Regions from separate parts of the Hordeum vulgare genome. Here region 1 is linked to region 2. A link is a contact called in public Hi-C data. All regions are on one chromosome and are shown on one strand. The core of a region is the stretch at or near the end of the contact, and the rest is flanking DNA. Distances in the headings are between cores, read along the strand shown. Region 1 holds the start of LOC123413077. Region 2 holds the start of LOC123412667.

Evidence for each region. Hi-C and Micro-C count contacts between places; a contact is called where the count stands out from the background.
Region 1: a contact with region 2 is called in a Hi-C map of seedling, with 5 times the contacts expected there. The contact joins the promoter of LOC123413077 here to the promoter of LOC123412667 in region 2. A contact is called at or near these places in 5 of 6 Hi-C or Micro-C datasets (leaf, seedling and an unstated tissue) and 1 of 1 datasets of contacts at active chromatin or transcription factors (embryo).

The regions. Positions count from the first base shown.
Region 1 is chr7H:130,757,632-130,760,405 of MorexV3_pseudomolecules_assembly, reverse strand. It overlaps LOC123413077, which reads right to left and starts at 1,434. Exons shown (of 1, transcript XM_045106022.1): 1 at 1-1,434. The coding sequence starts at 1,224.
Region 2 is chr7H:130,513,763-130,516,462 of MorexV3_pseudomolecules_assembly, reverse strand. It overlaps LOC123412667, which reads left to right and starts at 1,391. Exons shown (of 2, transcript XM_045105614.1): 1 at 1,391-2,700. The coding sequence starts at 2,391.

The sequences.
Region 1 (2,774 bases), core at 185-2,684, 240 kb before region 2:
GCGCTTGATGATGTTTCCTACACACTCTGGCTTGGGCACAACAGGTCCAATAAACTTAATGATGAGGTAGAGAAAGACTGCGCCAACAAGTGCGAAGACATAGATAGATGTATGGACCTCCCTGCAACTTCCAGCAGCATATGCCCCCATAAGTCCAAAGAGGCTAACTAGAACACACAACCGCAGAGCATTTGACTTGACAACATGATCCAACGCTGTTTGACTCAGGAGCATGATGATGATGACGAGCGATCCAGCAAAAGCAGTGGCATTGCAATAGAAGAAGGCCTTGAACCGGCGTGGGTAGTGGTCTCGCAGCACCGGGTCACCAGGAATGTGGTTGTTGTTATCATCAGACCAGAAGCCACCTGGAGGAGATAGCCCTGCGACATAAGTCACCGTTGCTGCCAGTGTGGCAAGAACCAGCAAGGAGCTGCGATTTCTTTCAAGATGTTCCACTTCTTCCTCTCTGTCTGCAGCCTCTTTCTCCTTTTTCTTCTTCTCTTCTTCTGCAAGAACCTGCTCGGAGCTGCCATTTCTTTCAAGTTCTTCCGTCCTGATTGAAGCGACTCGCCCATCGGTTATCCCCTCTGCATTTGAAGCCTTTTGCTCATCTGGTTTTGATGACGTGAAAATGTGCAGCAGAGTTCCCTTCCAACTTTCACTGACACGGGATAGAAATTTTCGCAGCCGCTCAGGTGCCAGGTGCTTGAAGAATACCACATGGAGCGTGACATAGGCGAAGATGCCAACCAGTAACACCCAGATGTAAACAGAGGTCATCACCTCCCTGCAGCTCCCAGCGGCGTATGCCCCCATGAGCCCCAGCAAGCCCAGGATCATGGCGAACTGGAGCACGCGGAGCCAGACCGGATTCCGGCTCACCTTCCTCACCAGGAGCAGTATGAGCACCATGAGCGAGGCCCCGAACGCCGTGGTGTTGCAGTAGAAGAAGACATGGTACCGCCTGGGGTAGCTGTACCTCATCACGATGTCGCTGGCGACGCGGCCCTTCTTGCTCTCCTGCCAGACGCCGCCGGGCGGGGCCAGCCCCGCCTGGAACGTGATGGCCGCCACGAGGATGGCCATCAGCACCAGGTACTTCCTCAGCTTCCACAGGAGCTCGGCCTCGTCGGCGCCGGCTGGCTGCTGCGGCTCGACGGGAGCGTTGCCGGCAGCTGCAGGGGCATGGCCATTGCCGTTCTGCTCTCCGGAATCCTCCATGGGTTTGGGATTGCTTGCGAAATCTCTAGCTCCTCTCTAAAGATTGTAGCTTATGTGGGTTTGCAAGATTGAGATGAACTGGGTATGCGGCGCTGGTCTTGGTCTCTGGGGGTGCACCCTCCTTCACATTCGAGTGTTCCACAGTTCCACTGCACAGGAAGGGGGAAGTGGGCAAGATGAAGAAATATCCAATGGCCGAAAACGTGGACCGTTTCAAATGGCCGAAGCTTCGCCGTTGTGGCCATAAAAGCGCAGCAGTCCTTTTCTGCAGTCCACTCCTCCTAGTTTCTGGAGTATTTGCTACACTCCTACCTAAATTGGAGCAGCACAACTTTACGTGGGCAAAATGTGTGCTGGGTTGAGATAATCAGATTACAGCATATCTAGTAAAGTACATCCAGGCCTATCTAATTGCAATAGAATACATTGTAGTAGTACAGTATTGTGAAGCCATAATACAACTTGCACAAACATCCAAGACAGTGTTCCATCTGTCTTTCCATCTGAATGAAAAATATATATATATAGAGAGAGAGAATGTTGCTTGCAAGGAGGTCTGTTGTCTTGTTGCCTTTAATCTCTCATCCTAGCTCTTCCTTTTGCCCTTTCTATCTACTCCTATCTTTCTCATCTTAACTTAACTTCGAGAATATACGAAAAGTTTATCTTCATAATTTGCAATTCATGGATTGTGACGCCTGAAAGTTTACAGTATTTCATTCAGTGCTACAAAAGGCGTGTGTGAAAACAGACTACCGTGCAGAGGTTTGTTGGGGGTGCTGTGTGACTGTGTCTGTGTAGTATCTAGCGAGAATCGTGCTAGATTTACTATTTTAAAGATGCCACGTGCATGGCAAGCTAATATATCATGCCATTCAAGTACCAGGCTGCCAGAGGGACAGAGATCGGCATGTTTTGAAGTCCGGCGAGGACGACAAGACATCAAGCTGCCACCAGATGCATCCATCCTCGCACCCGAAGACTTGCCATTGCCAATCCCCAAGTCTTCGTGCCTGTCGCCTGGTTCCTAACACCAACCGCTAAGATTATCCAAATGCATTTCCCACTAGTTTCACACTGCAAACAGAGGAGGGAGTGATCTTTTTCAGAGATACCATGTCCAAGCAGCCCCATCATGCAGCGCGAGTGCAAGAGACGCAAGAGGATAAGGGCCCTGTTTGGATCCAAATGTTAGAGCTAGTTGGGGCTAGTTGGAGCTGAACTAACCCTCAAAGTATCCAAACATTTGTGCTAGTTTGGGTTAGATGGAAACTAACCCATAAAAAAACTATCCCTAAGAAGAGGTGTTAATTGGAGCTAGTTGGGGAATACCAGTAAAAAAAATCCCATCCTCCCGCATCTAATCTTATCCTTTGCCATCCTTCCGCATCCACCGCTCTGGCCCCAGCCGGCCGCTGCTCGTCCGCTCGCCCCAGCCGGCCGTTGCTCGCCGCGCTCGCCTCAGCCGGCCGCGCTTGCCCCAGCCGTCCGCTGCTCGCCCGCTCGCCCGTTCGGCCCCGCCGGCCGCGCTCGCCACCGCCTGCCGCTGC
Region 2 (2,700 bases), core at 142-2,641:
GTCGATGGATGGAGCAATAGTAGTAGATGCAGGCAGGAGTCAATCTACTTGCTTATGGACGTGATGCATATGTACACATGATCATTGTTGTGAATAAATATTGCATAACTATGCGCTTTTCTATCAGTTGCCCAATAGTAATTTCTTTACCCATCGTCTGCCTTTTTCGAGAGAGATGCCGCTAGAGAACACTATGGGCCCCGGGTCTATTCACATATAAATTTACAAATGCAACTATTTCCTCGCTGCCTTTATTTACTTTCAATTTATTTTGCAATTTATATTTATCCAACTATCATCTACACTACTTATCTGCTTGCAAGTAACGAGTTCAAGGGGATTGACAACCCTCCTGACTACGTTGAATGCAAGTGTTTGCTATTTTGTGTATACGTGTTGAAGACGGATGTTGTGTGATCCTCCTATTGGTTCGATAACCTTGGTTCTCACTGAAGAAAATACTTATCTATACTATGCTGCATCATCCCCTCCTCTTCGGAAAAAACCCAATGTAGATCACAAGTATCAGAGAGCAGTTGGTTCTTTGAAAAATGGATTTAAGATCATTGATGACAGGCAATTCCACCCTTTCTACATCCAAGTTAAGCTTTTGTGTGCTTCATAACTGGATTGTGGAGTGGTATCTCGATGAGAAGATGTGATTGTTGATGATGTTGAGTCTTGTCGTGGTGTCAAGGCATATGATAATGAATCATGAAAGAGCAAAAGGTTGAAGCGGGCTGAGGCAATGTGGGCTACCAAAGATAACACAAGGATCTGATGAAGAAGAAGAAGAAGAAGAAGACACCTCCCCCCCCCCCCCCCACCCCCACACACACACTTCATCGCTATTGATGAAACATTCTCCACTGAGCCATATGTTTGTTAATTTGTACTGCCATTTCTTAGTACCTACAACGAATTTATTTAGTAGCTAGGAGTGAAACAGTGTCAATCCCGTACTGCATGATGATTATTTGACATTGTCTGGTAAGATCACCACTAGTGAGAAGGGGTGACCACTGACCACAATATAGGCCAGGAGTAAACAAACAACATGTTTTCACATCTTCACAACCATAACCCTTAAGGGCCTCTTTGGATTGAAGGATTCCAATCAATTGGATTTTTTTTCCTAAGGAAGCCCTTTGGATGACACTTCCAAAATTCCTATGGATTGCATTCCCACGCCTCAATCCTATAGGAATTTCAACATTCACTCTAACCTCCTTTTTACAGTAATTCGCGTAGGATCGAAGCACTTTTCCTATGTTCCATCCAAACGACGATTCATGTAGCTTTTCTCTGTTTTGTACCTGCAACCATGTCAAATTCCTCTGTTTCTCTAATTCCGGTGTTTTCTAATCCTATGATCCAAAGAAGCCGTAAGCGCATCCAACCAAATGTCATGTATCAAACGACCTCGTGATGCAATACAAGCAGCCACACAAGTGCAAAACATGGCTTAAAACCTATATTACCTCTGCCGGGCTCTACGGAGCAACAAATGTAAAGAGGTCTGCAGGCAACCAAACACGACCATAGAGACATGAAAAGCAATTACTTTCTCCGTTCCAAAATAAATGTCTCAAGGTTATATTAACTTTATACTAAACTTGAGACAATTATTTTGGGACGGAGGGAATACGTTTTGTCCCAGTACGGTGCAATGTAGACAGTCCAGCCATGCTATTCCCAATTTACGAATATGTATTGCACAGGGTGCTTGTCGTTGAGAGCTGAAACATGCGCATAGATTCAAACTGGAAAGGACTTGAACCCTGGTCTTGAGGTATCAGGTTCAGGTGCATCATATCCCTCGGGAACAAACAGCACCGTCGAGAAATGCGACTCATACCCTGCTTCATGTGCTGTTTTTCTGACTAACTGAGTACTAACGCTCTAGCTTTTTCCAGTAAACTGCCTGTGTACAAAACCACAAGAAAGTTACTACACAAAAACACAGTTTATCGAATGGGTGTACCTTATTTGGATTCAACATCCGGTGTCTTCACCACCCCTCGTGGCGTGTCACCATCTTCCCCACGCCCCATTACTGATGAAGCAGGGACCGGCGACAACACCATTACCACTAGTCAGTCTCCGGCCTGTGCTGGCAGCCACCAACCTTATAACACAAATAAATAAATAATGCAGGAGGTGATCTCCTCGAGAAGATGAACGATGTCCGTCGGATGCCGATCCGACGACGCTATGCATAACGATATATTTGGCTGCAATGCCGTCTTTCTTTTGCTTTCCTCCTCTATATTTATTTATGACGTTATACCAGCTTGTCATGCTGACGAGCAATCTTGCCGGCTCAGCTATATACCGGAGACAGATTCAGGTCTTGAAGTTGAACCTTGAGGCACCATTTTTCTTTGCAAATGGTGGCCGAGCTAGCACGCCAGAACAGCCCAACCGAGATCACAATTGACGGCCCCGAGCCGGATCCTCCACCTTCTGCCACCAATCTAACAAATGGAAACAGACAGCCCCAGGATCCTCAGCCTCCTCCACCTGCAAACGAGCTCATGCTGGACCTGAGCAAGTACATCCTGCTGCTGGCAACGCTGGTGGCCACGGTGACGTATACCGCGGGGTTCAACCCGCCGGGGGGCGTCTGGCAGGAGACTGTCGCCGCCTCGGACCAACTCGCCGGCGACTCCATTCTCCAGACCACCAGCTACGTCCGGT